2 separate regions of the Hordeum vulgare genome follow, and region 1 is linked to region 2. The links are chromatin contacts, called in public Hi-C maps. All regions are on one chromosome and are shown on one strand. Each heading gives the region's core, a stretch centred on a gene start, on an enhancer-like site or on the middle of the called end of the contact. The rest is flanking DNA. Distances are from core to core; before and after follow the strand shown. Region 1 has its middle 100 kb from the start of LOC123411916. Region 2 overlaps LOC123399523 (7-hydroxymethyl chlorophyll a reductase, chloroplastic).

Region 1 (3,190 bases), core at 582-3,081, 420 kb after region 2:
GCCGTCCTTCTCCTTCTACCCGCCCTCCCCTCCGGAGTACACCCTCGCCGTCACCAACCTCTCCTGCCCAGCGCCGCGCCGCGCCAACGCCGCCTTCCTCCCGAGCTTCTTGCCCTGCTTCCCCGCGGCCCCGGCACCCGCCGCCGCCGAGGGGCTCCTCAACTCCGTCTCCTTCACCGCGTCCAGCTCCAGCATCCTGGCCGTCGTGGGCCCCAGCGGCGCCGGCAAGTCGACGCTCCTCCGCATCCTGTCCGGCCGCGGCACCGGCTCCGAGATCGCCAAGCCGCCCACCGTGTGCATCAACGGCTACGCCGTCACCTCGCGCGCACAGCTGCGCCGGACGTGCGGCTTCGTCACGCAGGACGACAACCTCCTCCCGCTGCTCACCGTCCGCGAGACCATCCTCTTCGCCGCGCGCTTCAGGCTCGGCCCCTCGGTCACCGCGCGGGAGCGGCACGAGCGGGTGGAGGCGCTCATGCAGGAGCTGCGCCTGTCCGAGGTGGCCGACAGCTACGTCGGCGGCGGCGGCGGCGAGGCCATGTCGTCGTCCCGCGGGGTATCCGGGGGCGAGCGTAAGCGAGTGTCCATCGCGGTGGACATGGTGCACGACCCGCCGGTGCTGCTGCTGGACGAGCCCACGTCGGGGCTGGACAGCCGGTCGGCCATGGACGTGCTGGCGCTGCTGCACGAGGTGGCGCGCGCGCGGCGGCAGGTGGTGGTGCTCAGCATCCACCAGCCCAGCTACCGCATGCTCGGCTACATCTCGTCGCTGCTGCTGCTCTCCCGCGGCTCCGTCGCGCACTGCGGCTCGCTCAGGTCGCTCGAGGACGCGCTCGCGAGGCTGGGACACAAGATCCCCACGCAGCTCAACCCGCTGGAGCTCGCCATGGAGGTCACCGAGCAGCTCCAGGCGGACCACGCCAACTTCGCTATGCTCAGGGACAACGGCCAGTACGAGGAGGAGAGGGAAAGCCCCGGCCTCGCCAACGGCAGCGTCCACGTCCCGGAGCACGGGTACCGCAGCCGCGCCGTGGAGGTGTCGGCGCTGACCGTGCGTTGCTGGCGCACCATGTACCGCACGCAGCAGCTCTTCGCGGCGCGGGCGGCGCAGGCGGTGGTCGGCGGCCTCGGCCTCGGCAGTGTCTTCTTCCGCGTGCGCGCCGACCCGGACGGCCTGGCGCTCCGGCTCGGCCTCTTCGCCTTCAGCCTGAGCTTCCTCCTCTCCTCCACCGTGGAGGCCCTCCCGATCCTCCTCCACGAGCGCCGGGTGCTGATGCGCGAGGCCTCCCGCCGCGCCTACCGCCTGTCGTCGTACGTGGTCGCCAACGCGCTCGTGTTCGCGCCGTGCCTCCTCGCCGTGGCGATCCTCTTCTCGGCGCCGGTCTACTGGCTGGTGGGCCTCCGGGCCTCCGTCGCCGCCTTCGGGTTCTTCGTCCTCGCGGTGTGGCTCATCGTGCTCATGGCCAGCTCCCTGGTCCTGTTCCTGAGCGCAGTGTCCCCGGACTTCATCCTCGGCAACTCGCTCATCTGCATCTTCCTGGGCGTCTTCTTCCTCTTCTCCGGCTACTTCATACCCAAGGAGAGCATCCCGAGGTACTGGGCCTTCATGTACTACGTGTCCATGTACAGGTACCCGCTGGACCTGCTGCTCATCAACGAGTACGGGGGCAGCGCCAGGGACAGGTGCGTGGCGTGGATGGGAGGGGACGCCATGAACGGCAACGGCGTGTGCTTGAGCACCGGAGGCGACGTGCTGAGGGGGAGAGGGGTGGACGAGGGCATGAGGTGGGTCAATGTGGGGGTCATGATGGGCTTCTTCCTGGCGTACAGGATCATGTGCTGGGCTGTGCTGGTGAGGAGGGCCTCCAAGACCACTCTCTGATCCTTCCTTCCTTCCTTCCTTCCCCTGTTTTTCTTTCTTTCTTGGTTTGGGATCATTATATACACAATCGGCCTTATTTATTTGATTTTCTGCTGTAGTTTGCTATTTCTTTAGATGTGCTGAGTAAGAAGTGGAATGCAAGTTTGCACTCATGTGTGCAAAATGCTTGGTTTGGATTCATGAAAAACAAATGTCAACTTGTCTACCTGTTTGGTCCCTGTTTCAACCGGATTGAGATCTAGTGACTTCACATGCTGCAACTTTACCCTTGTAATCTCCATCCAATCCACATCCTACGGTCCACATAACACAAGGGGAAAAACTCTCAACACTTCGCAGTTTTCAGCCTAGCAACAAACAACAATAGCTGCAAACAACGATACAGTGGCATTTGAATTCAGTTTTATTTGAACAGATTGAAACCCAAAAAATAAAGAACTACAAATACTCATGAGCAGACATCAAATCCAGTAAAACTTAATATTAAAAGGTTGCAGCGCATAATATCCGAATGCTACAACAATAAGTACCAATGTTGAGTAATCATCTACACAAAAACAGGCCATTTCACTTATACATTTAGGCCAAAAGAGATTATCCTAACCCCCAAAATACTGTTGTTAGCACTGTCCAAAATACTACCTAACAACTTTGAAGATTCTAGATCATATCATCATAAAGATATCATTGTCAACTCGTGAAGTTGTCAAGAGCTCCGTAAAGCTGTCAATTGCATCATATTCTTGATTCTTCTCACTATTTTCTTCCACCTGCACTTGCACTTGAGGTTGGAGACTAGTGTCATTGTTCTCCACTTGCACTTGAGGTTGCACACCAATTTTTGTCTTTTGTTGTTGTTGCTGCTAATAGAAATGAAAAATTATTTTATTAGTACAGGAATGAGTAACAACTCATATTACATACATACACACCTTACCTTTGCTCCTTTTTTTGTCCTTGCCGCTGATTTAGGTTGCTTTCGCCCCTTGCGTAACTTTTCAAACCAAGTTAGCTTTCTCCTTAAATTTTTAGATGAAACCTCATTTTTCTTCAGTTTTGCAGAACTAAGCAAGTCATTGGCTTGCTGCACATTTGGATCAACATTTTCTTATCCTCTAGTTGATGCATTGAGTTTATCCTCTAGTTGTGGCCAAAGATAACGAAGTGCAACAAACGACATTCGGGAGAGTTGGATATTTTATATGCCATATCATGAAATTAATGAGACATATCTTTGTACCAAAGTTGAGCTTCCAGCTTTGGATTTTCTACCACTTTTCCCCCTTGCCTATCTTGTATACTTTCATT
Region 2 (3,289 bases), core at 315-2,814:
CGACCTCTGTTGTAAAACTTTTTTTTCTATTTTTCTGCAACAAGATCCTTGATGCAAAACTATTTCTTTCCTATTTTTCTGTAACAAGACCCATGTTCCAAAACCTCCATTGCAATAGGACCCAACATCTCCAGCCTCTTATATGTATAATGTATTCCTGTAACAAGACTGTTAACATTTTTACGACGAAGAAAGGACGTCAGTGGCCGCTGCTGATGTGGTGGGGTTGTAGCAACGTGCTTTGTTCGAGAAGAGGTGGGGATAAGATTCATGGAAATGGGTAGGGAATGAAGTGATAGAGAGGTAGGCAGTGGCGGACCCAGGCCCAGGCAGTCAAGGCCTTGGCCTGGGGCGTGGCCAGCTGATCCTTTGTTGATTAGGTATAGCTACAATATATTTTATTGTTTGATATTGTATATATGTTGTTTGTCTGGAGCGTCATTTCAGCTTGAGACCGCTACTGGAGGTAGGGATGGGAGGATCAACGTGACAACGTGTGGCTGTTTCGGTACGCCTTTCCGAAACAGGTGCAGTTGCAAGAACTGAGGTACAAAGCGCTATGCATGTTGAGATGAGATCAAAAGAAAAAGGTTGTGGATGAAGGTTGGATTCAATGCATGGAGAGAAGATAAAAATATATGTGACCATTTCGATGAAGATTGGGATGAAGGAGAGAAGCGATGCGCTGGTCCATCAAAACACGTGTCAAGTGTAGAACGTGGCGGATGTAGAAGAAAAGATCCGCCGGTTGACCACTAGTTTTCCATAAATAAAAGCTCATGAAAGCTCTCCAAACCTGCCTTGTTCTTTTTTTTCTTTTCTTTTGAGAGCATCAAATTGCGTTCTCTTTTTACAACATCAAACCTGCCTTTGTTTTCACATAAGAACACTCGTAAAACTCCGCATCATTCAAGCATGCCCTCTATAGCATCTCATGATATTAACAAAGATATTCAGACGTTGCCTCTTTCAGAGCCCAGTATTCAGCAGCCTGAGATGTGGTTCATCTCGCAGCAAATGAGTAGGATCGAAATTCTTTGCTTGTTCGCATCTCTGACCATCGACAAGGCTCTTCAACGGGCCCATTTTCCTTGAAACTGTCGGGCAGACAACCCAAGTGAAGAAACTAATGGTGCACAGTTCTATTGCGTCATTGAAGAGCTGATCCTTGAGCCCGTCGGGGAAGCTTCAAATTAGGACATCTTTAATGGTTGTATGATCATCGTTGGTAAAATTACCACATAAATGATTTAAATGACATGACGCATAATAAAAAAAGAGAGAGAATGTAATCGTATGAACTTGAAGCAACGGTTCACGCACAAGCTATGAGGCAAGCATGGTTATTTCCACCATGTTTAGTGGACTCGTTTAGTTATTTTACATACGATTGACATAGACTCCATTAAAAAGCTTGTATGATGTGTTGTTGGTTGTTGATGTGGACATTTATATCAACGATTGAACATACGAACTGTCGAAGATGCTCTAACCTGAGCCCGACGAGTGCCACTCGCTGTCTGCGCTGAATATCCTGCAGGGCACTCATTAAAGAATCCACAATGCTTGTCTCTTCCAGACTGCAGTGATGACGCCGTTGGAAATCCTGCAGAGACCTGGCCTCCCGTCCATCATCCCGTCCCATGCATGGCTACTGGCTAGTCCCACTCCATCACCAAATAATCTTGTCTCACTCAGCAATCCACATATTCTGCTGTCTGAACTGCATATTCTCCTGTGCGTTCGGTAATTATTTGTTTCGACGGTCGAAGCGGATAGAGGATTCATCTTCATCTGCATGACTACCCGTGTTTACATGGACGGGGAATTCAAAATCTAACTTTGAGATGAAGGCGCTCATGCCATTCGACAAGTCAAGGGGGTCCAGTACGTATAATGACACTTTGGTCATCCTGCATCTTTTCATTCACGTAGTACTACAGCTAAGCTAGTACTGCACCACGCTACACGTTCGGTCTTTCCCCTCTCATGCAAGTGCAGCCAATTTCAATTTCTTTTGCCGGGAAGCCAATTTAATTCTTGTTTGCAGCCAAAGGCTAGCTACGGTGTCAGCACTCAGTAGGCCAACAAGGTACACGTGGACCCTAGCCATACCCATATGTGCTGCGACATGCCCTCGTGTCTTTGTCTTGGAACGGGTACACGTGACCTTTAATTTGCCAGTCTGGGCATATTGTTTCTTCGTTCGTTTTTATCATTTTTATTAATACTAGCAAAATGACCTGTACGTTGTCACGGAAGAAAAAAAAATATAATCTTTAATGATGGTGACCACATTACGTTCACATATCATCACTTGATTTAGAAATTTTGTACACAAATGCAAAAAAAATGTTTCTTCTTTTAAATTTATTCACACGTTAAAGCAATCTTTACATTTTCAAAAAATATATATCATGATTGTCAAAAATCTTGGTAACTCAAAGATATATTCTGAATTTCAAGATTTTTTTTAGAAAATATACAATAATAATCCGATCCATCCAACAGTTAATTATTTAAAATTCACACAGGTATATTGTCACAAAGACTTAGAAGCATTAATGTTTAACTACATACATTAGATCTTTCGTGAACAATTTTCAAAATATGAAAACAATTTTAAAATCGAGAACATTTTTTACAATTTACAAACATTTACTAAAAATCGTGAATATTTTTATATTTCGAACGGGTTTAAATATTTTCTTTTGAATTGGCGACCAATTCAAGAAATGACGAACATAATTTTTTATGTTGAAGGATTTTATTTTAAATTCACAAACATTTTTTGAAATGCATGAAGTTTTTCTGAATAAAAAAATATTTTAATAAATCAGTAATATATTTATTAAATTCATGGACATTGTTTTGGAATTTGCAAAAAAAATATAAAAATCCAGCGGTTTTTTTGAATCCTATTTTTAATTCGAAATAAAAATTCGTCAGCATTTTAATTCAAAATTCCTATTTTTTAATATGCAAAAGTTTTTGAAATTCTAAATTATTTAAATTATAAATAAAAAAATGGAAAGGAAAATTTTAAATAAAAAAAAGAAACTATCAAAACAAGCATTAGCTATTTTTAAAATTTTATGACATTTTTTAAATGCATTAACATATTTTGAATTAGAAAGCATTTTGTTAAATGCCTTTAATAATTTTTAATACATGGAATTGTATTTGAGATCATGGACTTTTCTTATTGTACAAACATTTTTCTAAAATTGCAAACATTCTATTGTATATGCGAGCATTTTTTACAAAACTCCGAGCAGTTTTTAAAGTC

What was found. Hi-C and Micro-C count contacts between places; a contact is called where the count stands out from the background.
Region 1: a contact with region 2 is called in a Hi-C map of seedling, with 6 times the contacts expected there. The contact joins two enhancer-like sites. A contact is called at or near these places in 5 of 6 Hi-C or Micro-C datasets (leaf, seedling and an unstated tissue) and 1 of 1 datasets of contacts at active chromatin or transcription factors (embryo).

What each region holds. Positions count from the first base shown.
Region 1 is chr1H:393,086,065-393,089,254 of MorexV3_pseudomolecules_assembly, forward strand. It overlaps the pseudogene LOC123399535. Among protein-coding and RNA genes, the nearest start is that of LOC123411916, 100 kb to the right of the region's middle. Within about 2 kb of position 1,832, at least 1 of the 3 cell types and tissues checked has open chromatin away from gene starts, as enhancers often do. A contact at or near this core is called in seedling, where this site is marked.
Region 2 is chr1H:392,663,652-392,666,940 of MorexV3_pseudomolecules_assembly, forward strand. All of the region lies in intron 1 of LOC123399523 (7-hydroxymethyl chlorophyll a reductase, chloroplastic), which reads right to left. Among protein-coding and RNA genes, the nearest start is that of LOC123399523, 9.5 kb to the right of the region's middle. Within about 2 kb of position 1,565, at least 3 of the 3 cell types and tissues checked have open chromatin away from gene starts, as enhancers often do. A contact at or near this core is called in seedling, where this site is marked.